3 separate regions of the Mus musculus genome follow, and all the other regions are linked to region 2. The links are chromatin contacts, called in public HiChIP or PLAC-seq maps. All regions are on one chromosome and are shown on one strand. The core of a region is the stretch at or near the end of the contact, and the rest is flanking DNA. Distances in the headings are between cores, read along the strand shown. Region 1 overlaps Cdc42bpa (CDC42 binding protein kinase alpha). Region 2 has its middle 30 kb from the start of Gm31668. Region 3 overlaps Cdc42bpa (CDC42 binding protein kinase alpha).

The links. HiChIP or PLAC-seq counts read pairs in DNA pulled down with a chosen protein or histone mark.
Region 1: an H3K27ac HiChIP or PLAC-seq map of trophoblast stem cells shows a contact between it and region 2, with 2.4 times the contacts expected there. The contact joins two enhancer-like sites. A contact is called at or near these places in 7 of 484 Hi-C or Micro-C datasets (the HL-1 cell line, MC3T3-E1-derived osteoblasts, cerebellum and 4 more), 5 of 115 datasets of contacts at active chromatin or transcription factors (embryonic stem cells and trophoblast stem cells) and 1 of 9 other capture datasets (embryonic stem cells).
Region 3: a FOXA1 HiChIP or PLAC-seq map of pancreatic cancer cells shows a contact between it and region 2. The contact joins two enhancer-like sites. A contact is called at or near these places in 1 of 484 Hi-C or Micro-C datasets (embryonic fibroblasts), 1 of 115 datasets of contacts at active chromatin or transcription factors (pancreatic cancer cells) and 2 of 9 other capture datasets (adipose tissue and pancreatic islet).

The regions. Positions count from the first base shown.
Region 1 is chr1:180,029,554-180,032,253 of GRCm38.p6, forward strand. Cdc42bpa (CDC42 binding protein kinase alpha) reads left to right here. Exons shown (of 37, transcript NM_001359541.1): 3 at 1,952-2,035. Among named protein-coding and RNA genes, the nearest start is that of Cdc42bpa, 70 kb to the left of the region's middle. Within about 2 kb of position 1,313, at least 16 of the 459 cell types and tissues checked have an H3K27ac peak or open chromatin away from gene starts, as enhancers often do. A contact at or near this core is called in trophoblast stem cells, where this site is marked.
Region 2 is chr1:179,846,570-179,849,269 of GRCm38.p6, forward strand. No RefSeq gene overlaps it. Among named protein-coding and RNA genes, the nearest start is that of Gm31668, 30 kb to the right of the region's middle. Within about 2 kb of position 1,337, at least 166 of the 459 cell types and tissues checked have an H3K27ac peak or open chromatin away from gene starts, as enhancers often do. A contact at or near this core is called in pancreatic cancer cells and trophoblast stem cells, where this site is marked.
Region 3 is chr1:179,982,931-179,985,630 of GRCm38.p6, forward strand. The region is part of intron 1 of Cdc42bpa (CDC42 binding protein kinase alpha); the gene reads left to right. Among named protein-coding and RNA genes, the nearest start is that of Cdc42bpa, 24 kb to the left of the region's middle. Within about 2 kb of position 1,426, at least 10 of the 459 cell types and tissues checked have an H3K27ac peak or open chromatin away from gene starts, as enhancers often do. A contact at or near this core is called in pancreatic cancer cells, where this site is marked.

The DNA.
Region 1 (2,700 bases), core at 63-2,562, 180 kb after region 2:
ATATTAAGAAGTTAGATCTTGGATTTAAATCTAATTTTCTAGCCTTAGAAATACTCCTTTGAACTGTTCAAAAGATCTGTACATTGTTTTTCTTGCCTGCACAGTAGGATGTTGTGATGTTAGCTTTCCATTACTATAACAAAATATCTCAAATAATTGACTTATAAAAATTTTATTTTGACTTATGTGTAGAGAAATTTTAATCCAGCAACATGAATGCTCTAATAAGGCATCACATCCAATGATAGGATCCAGTTTTCTGGGATGCAGACACACCCTGGATCACCATGCGATCTGGCTGGGATGCAGACACACCCTGGATCACCATGCGATCTGGCTGGGATGCAGACACACCCTGGATCACCATGTGATCTGGCTGGGATGCAGACACACCCTGGATCACCATGTGATCTGGCTGGGATGCAGACACACCCTGGATCACCATGCGATCTGTCTGGGATTCAGACACACCCTGGATCACCATGCGATCTGGCTGGGATGCAGACACACCCTGGATCACCATGCGATCTGGCTGGGATTCAGACACACCTTTTAATCTCAAAGTTAGTTTGCTTCCTTCTAAGCAGCCATAGTTGAAAGTGAAGCCTAACTGAAGGGCAGAAAAAGTGACGAACCAGAGAAAGAGTTGGTTCATGCAGCCAGAGGCAAAGCATTTAGTGAGAAGCCAGATTGAATCAGTCATTTTGGAGAGGAGTTTGAGCCTGAACAACTGAGCTCAAACAGCCAGCCAGAGTTCAGAAAGAACTAGAAAGAGTGAGCTTGTTCAGCAGTAAGCCTTGGAGACAACAATTGATTCTTGGTGGATAAAAGATATATTTATACTTATGGTTTTGGAGAGTTCAGTGTGTAATCAATTAGCTGTCTGCTTTTGGGCCTATGGTGAGGCAGCATATTGTTCTGGGAGAGTATGGCAAAATAAAACTGTCCATCTCTTGAGTGGAGCCTGATAGGAAGAAAGAGAGGGAGGAAATAATTAAGTCAGTTTCTAGTCCATAACCCTAACAACTTAAAGGTACCTAACTATTATTAAGCTATATATAATAAAGCGCTATATTGGGTTCTAAACCTTTACCACTGTATGGACATTTAAGGGGCACCCAGTATCTAAACTATGGCAGATAGTATTTGCTTTCTCCAGTGGTGCCTCTCAGTTACTGGAAATGCTGTCCATGAATATTTGCTTTCCTTTCTGTAGTTTAGTTTCAGCCCTATAACAAACCTGACAAGCTGGAAGGGCCTTAGGAGATTATCTAGTTAAACGGAAACAGTGTTGGAAACAGACGTGTAATCAGTTTGTTAACAGTGAAAATGGTCTTATTTTTACTTGGCAGTTTCTTTGTCTGTAACCGGATAAAACTAGGCTGTGCTACCTTTTTATTGTTGGAAAGGACACGTTCAGTCCGCAGTTTATAGAACTGTTGGTCTTAGTTGCTCTTTGGGAATTGGAGGAGGGAGTTATGAACGAACTGGAATATATGTGTAGTCGGCAAGAGCTGGACTAAAGAGCTTTCTCGTTTTCAGTTCATTTTGTATTGCTTGATCCCCCAGAACCTCTGGTAGCTGCATTCTCTGTGACCCCTGTGGATCTGGCATCACTATCTCATAAGACCAGCTGCTTGCATATTGTGTATCTTGGTTAGTTTCTCAGTAATAGATGCTGAGTTTAAATTCCTGTGTAGAAAACTTGGGAAGGAAGATATAATGTATAATAAACAGTAGACACTGTTGACAAATAAAATCATTTGCTTGGCATAATTCACTAATGTAACTTTTAAATTTGACATTATTTAATTTAGGATCTTAGAATTGAGCAGCATTAAAATAATTGATAATTGGTATTTATTTTTTTCTTACAGAGAGGAAAATGGAAAATGGAAAACGTAAGCTTTTTGCCATATTTTAAAAGTTGTATTTCCATTATCTTTTCTAGGTTGCTGTAGTTAAACTAAAAAATGCAGATAAAGTATTCGCCATGAAAATTCTGAACAAGTGGGAAATGCTGAAAAGAGCTGAGGTAAGTCTTTTCTGTTTTGCAACAATTGATGGCACTTAGGTTGTTTTTCATATAGATAAGTTAATATGTTGGTAGTAAAAATCTTTGTACATGAATTTTTGAGTACTTTTGTGAGCTTATGTATAGTCTGAATATGTAGCAAGGTGGACTCAAATTATTAGTGCATTTAAGATTTTTATCAAAATTAACTTTGTGTGTTTGTGAAAAAGAAATTTCAAAATGAAAGAAGAAAGAGTATCAGCCCAACCCATGTCACCAGAATGCAGTCAGTGTAAGGAGGCTGTGAGATAAGTTTGATCTGAAGAACCTACAGTGGAAAGAGAGCAGACAACAGAAAGTTGTCCTCTGTCCTCCACAGGTGTGCACTGTGGCATCTTAGCATACATGTGCATGCACACATGTGTGCACACTTCCTCACACAGGCAATCAACATGTAAAAAGATATAAAGGTAGAGGAAGTATGAAGCGCTCTTAATCACAGATCTTGCGGTGGCTGCCCTGAGATCTCCAGTCTGTAGAGGGAGGTTGAAATGATCTTAGTGGTTGTTTATGGGATGGATCCCAGGGTGGGGCAGTCTCTGGATGGTCCTTCCTTCTGTCTCAGCCCGGAACTTTGTCTCTGTAACTGCCTCCATGGGTATTTGTTTCCCATTCTAAGGAGGAAG
Region 2 (2,700 bases), core at 87-2,586:
CTTATTAAAAGTGGGTTTTGAAAACTCTAAGCCTACAGTTATTAATGCACCGAGCAGGCCAGGCTTCACCATTCTTCTGTTTTGCATATGAAAAATCCACATAGCCTGGAGTAGTGGTGATGCCTTTAATCCCAGGATTCAGGAGGCAGAGGCAGGCAGATCTCTGTAAGTTCGAGGCCAGCCTGGTCCACATAGTGAGTTCTAGAACAGCCAAGATAGCATAGAGAGACCCTACTTGAAAGAAAGAAAGAAAGAAAGAAAGAAAGGAAGGAAGGAAGAAAGAAAGAAAGAAAGAAAGAAAGAAAGAAAGAAAGAAAAGAAAGATAGAAAGAAAATGCCTCAGGGTGTGTATGTGTGTGCGTGTATGCATGTATGTGTATATGTGTTTATATGTATGTGTGTATATATAAATACACACACATATATATGTATAGATATACGATATATACATATATATACATTGGATGTGTGTATGTATACATGTGTATATATGAAAATGTATACACGCTATATAGATCTGTGTGTATGTGATCATGTTAAATTCCTGCCTTCCAAGTGCTGGATTTATAGGTATGAGCCACTATGCCTGACTTTCATTCCAAATATTATTCAGAATTTACTACTATGTCAGATTTAATATGTCAGTGATAGTGGATTTGCAGTTTAGGGGAAATGAGATACGAATTAAATGAGTAGATACAGTCATTAGACTGTGGTACTGGCCTTGAAGATAGTGTGAGAAGTGTTAGTGGATGGCAGAAGGAGCTGAGTTTTGCAGGTCAGGGACTTTCCCTGAGCAGTGATTGATGGGAGCGCTGCTATTTGAAGGGTGAATGGGTTGAAACGGATAGAGAGGAACGGGGAGAAATTCACTCGGTGGACGGAACTGGAAAGAGTGACTTCCTGAAGGTGAGGAAGAGTTTGTGGGTGGGTCTGAGGAGTTGGGTGTTCAATGGGACCTTGGGCATCCATGAACGACTAAGTGGTTTTAAACTGGCTGCCCTGAGCAGGATGGATTGATGGGAGAAAGCTGTTTAGGAAGGAGGAGGAAGGGAGTTCCCATCAGTCGAGAGAGAAGTGGAAAAGGGAAAAGTGGGAGGAATGGCAGGAGGTGTTTTGGCTTAGAAATTGAGGACATGAAAACCTACCGGAAACGGAAGGCTCATAGCCTGCACTTTTCCTTTCTTCCTTTGCATCAAAATGGTCTGTGATTGTCACCTTCCCTCCAACTGCAGCCTCACAAAGTGGGACCTAACTTCAGGGCTGCTCGTCCCGGTGACCCTGCTCCCCAGGCAGACCTGCAGTTCTCAGATCTCCCGGGAGGTGGCAGCAAATGGAAACTAGCCGTTCACTTCCCCATCGCCCAGCCTAGCTTCCCGCCCAGGACTTCTTGGAAAATTCCTCCCCCCAACCCCCCATTCCAGTTTCTCTAAAAAGGTCTTTCTGAGCAGCCTCGGCCGCCTGAGGGTGTGACTTATCCGGGGAATGTTTCCCGGGACAGAGGCCTCGACTGAGTCAGTAATTTTTGTGGCGGGCCCTCCTTTATTTTTGGTTGCGGCCGCTTTACACAGGCTTCCTGCGACAGCGCTGTCCTTTCCCAGCCAAGCTGCCGACCAACAGGGACATTCTTTCTAGACTACCTCAGACCTGAGGGTCAAAGAATGAGACAGGCTGAGCCCAGGTGATTCTGGAGGTGGGGGTAGACCTGGGAACGCGGTTAAAGTCTGAGCCTGCCCAGAGAGGAAGACGGGCTCCAACAGGCTATGGGATAGGCTCACAAGTGTGTAAGCAAAAGGCTGAGATTTATCAAGTAAGGTAAGGGGCAAAGAAGGAGGGTAGGCTAGCTAGCAGGTAAAGAAGTACAGCACGCATGCCATAGCCAAAGGAGCAAACTTCAGAATCCAGGGCCTGCCCTAGCCCCAGGGCTGTTTTTTGTAATTTAGTGTGCAGAGCTGAATCTACTACATGACAACCCTTGGAGGATCTGTCTTTCTTGCCAATCTGACAGGTCTGTCCTTTTCCTCCTCCTCCTGCTTTTGTTTGTTTGTTTGTTTTGTTTTGTTTTGTTTTCAGATCTCATTTGGCCCAGGCTAACCTCAAACTCACTCTAAACGTCATCTTGCCTGCCTCCACCTCCTGAGTACTGGGATTATAGGTATGCACACCTCGCCTGGTTCACTCAGTGTTCGGAATTGAGCCTGGGGAATCTGTGCATCTATCTGCTCAGTTCAGCAAACGTGAGCCGAAGATCTGAGGTGCATAGCTGTGTGTGAGAGTCGGCGCTACATGGCTGTAACAAGGTACCTGACAGAATCCACTTTGAAAAGGAAATCCATTATTTTGGCTCCTGATTTCAGAAGTTTCAGTCCACGGTTGTCCGCCCTCTGCTCTGAGCCTGTGGTGGCACAGGTCATGACGGTGATCACACAGAGCAGAAGAGGCGCATTCACCTCGTGGCAGCTGGGAAGCAGAGAGAAAGGAAGGGGCCTCAGAGCACCCTCGGACACCTAACTTCCTTCTATCGGGCACCACCCCAGCAACATCACAGGCTGGTGACCAAGTTTCTAACACACAGACCTTGGGGGAACATTTGGGACCAGAATTATGGCAACAGCGCATCCATCCTTTAATCCAAAGACTCTGCAAGGATATCATGATTTATACTATCAGATACTGCTAATTTTGAACCCTGATGCTCAC
Region 3 (2,700 bases), core at 176-2,675, 140 kb after region 2:
TTAGAAAAATGTCCAAACATGTGTAGTTTGTTTAGAAATATGGACACAAAGTTTTGACTAATAATAAAGTTCCCAGAGCTTCCATACCTTATCTGTCACAGGTGAGACACATTTTGAGTTTGTTTTTAGTATTTGTAGTTGGATGTGTTTGTTTGTAAGTCCAAAGAGTCCAATTGACAGTGGCTTCAAACACTGGACATTCCTTACTAACCACGAAGTCCTTAGGGCAATCCCATGTCAGTTTCTGGCTCAGCAATGCCAGTGGTGGATTTAGAAGGTCTCTGAAATCTCTTGATTGTCCTGCTATTTGGCACAAGACAGCTAGCTATTTGGCATAAAACAGTGCATCATTATAGCAGCATCTTAAGTAGAAAGAGAGGGACTTTGGGAAAGGGAAAGGGATTAGTCCTTGTTTTTTTTCTCTTCAGGTAAGACACCCCCTTCCCAGGCACTCTCAAGCACTTTTATGTCATTGTTTCAAATGATAGAAAATGAGTTTTATACTTACTCCGGACTGAGTGTTAGACAAGAGGAAAGTGACTGCCATGGATGGCATATGACTTGCAGAGAATCAGGCCTTAAAGTAGCAAGCAAACTAGTGGTAAACAAGATCCCCTGAATTTATAAGAATTAGTTTTTTGTAACTTCAATTTTTCAAAGTATGTATGTATGTGTGTGTGTATATATATATATATATACATATATATATATATATATATACACACACACACATATATAATAATAATAATTATTATTATTATTATTAATTTTTTGGTTTTTTGAGACAGGGTTTCTCTGTATAGCCCTGGCTGTCCTGGAACCCACTCTGTAGACCAGGCTGGCCTCGAACTCAGAAATCCACCTGCCTCTGCCTCCCAAGTGCTGGGATTAAAGGTGTTCACCACCACTGCTCTGCTTCAAAGTTTATTTTTAATGACAGTTTTTAAATGCTTTGACCTCCCTTCTAACCCACCACCTACCAGAGGCAGTGGGAAAGAAAGGACAGGGGAAGTGGACTTGTTTAGGCTTGGTTCTTTGGAGCAAATCCTGAGTTGTCAGGACATCAGCGGTTCAGTTCACAGGTCAGCAGTGACAGCTCAAACCACTTGTAAACATTTCATGGATATACCAGCAGTCCAGTTTGGTAGAGTTGATGCTGCCTGTGCTTTGGACTACTTGTAGCCCGACCCTACCTGCCCTTGGCGGTTGGAGGTGGTGGCGCAGAGTCGAGGACACAGACTCCAGGAGCAGGTGAGAAAAGCCACAGCAAGCTCATCTGAGCATTACTGCAAGCTCCCTTAATACCCTCCACCTGAGCCCCATTGGTCCCAAGAAAGCATCTCTTCTAAAGAGCAGTTCTTCGGTTGGCTGGTATTGTCTGCACCAGTAATCCTTGGTCTCTCAGGCAGTCCTCAATTAGGTCCTCAGCAGGAGATGCTTTTGTGGCTGTGTGCACTCCTCCCTCTTTAGGTGTTTATATAGAGGTGGCCCTGCCCTTCCTGTTACAAGTGGGATAGCAAACATGAATCAGCAGGAGAGACCAGGCCCAACAGGAATGCCAGGAGAAGTTCTTGGCTGTGTCTCAGTGAAAAGATCATGGAAGATGGGGGACCAACAATCATTACACAGCTAGCCAAGCCCAGCCCAGCCAATCAAGCTCCCATCACTGTTCTTTGAGTTGTTTTTAAATTTCCCTCAAACATAATGTATCCTTCACGGGTCTTGCCTCACTATGTGCGTCTATCTCAGCTGACATCACTTTGCCAATCAGCCCGAGTCCATGGAAGTGGTAAGAAACCACAACACACCACAAGTTTTTTGGTGTGTTTCTCTTTATGGAGTCCCAACAAATAGAGCTCAACTAAGCAATGTAAGGTGTGTCGCTAGTGAAGATTACTTCATCACGTGTCCTTTCACGTGTTTGCTTTAGCAGAACACCCTTTCTCCTGTGTCTGCTTCAGCGAAATGTTCCTTCAGGAGTGTGCCTTAGCCTTTCACACCTGTGTCTACTTTAACTAAACTTCCCTTCACATGTTTGCCCCAGCAAAACACCGTTCAACCGACTTTCCAAAGAACCTGTAAGTTTCCACTTCAATTTTTCTTCCTTTCCACTACTTATTTTTGGTGGTACTGAGAGTGGAATCCAGGGCCTACACATCCTAAGTGGGCACTTGTCATTGAGTTCTAGTCTTTGCTTAGGCATTTCCTTAGCCATAGGGTGCTTATAAGTCTTAGAACTCTAAGGATCTTTTATTGGATTATCAGATTTGCTTTATTTTTGATATAGGGTGTTGTTATAGATACTGGGCTGGCCTTGAACTCCTGATTTCCCTATCTCAGTCTTCTGAAGGACAGAATTATGAAGGTGTATCACCATGCCTGCAAAACCAGATTTGTTCATCTTTTATGGCACTGCTGGCCCTGTTCTAGGTGTTGAGGATCAGAATTTACGTTATTCCATTAAATGAAGAAAGTGTCTTAGGCCTGTCTTTCTGGGGGACACTGATTCCATCTCTCTCCTTAGCCCACCAGCATTAACTCATTTCTTTGATTTTAAGGGTTGTGCCAGGACCAATATGCTTTAAATTAAAAAACAAATTTTAAAAGTTTATCGTAATGTTTTGCTTGCATGTATATCTGTGTCCCACATGTGTGCCTGGTGTCTTCAGAGGCCAGAAGGTGTGGAATCCCCTGGAGCTG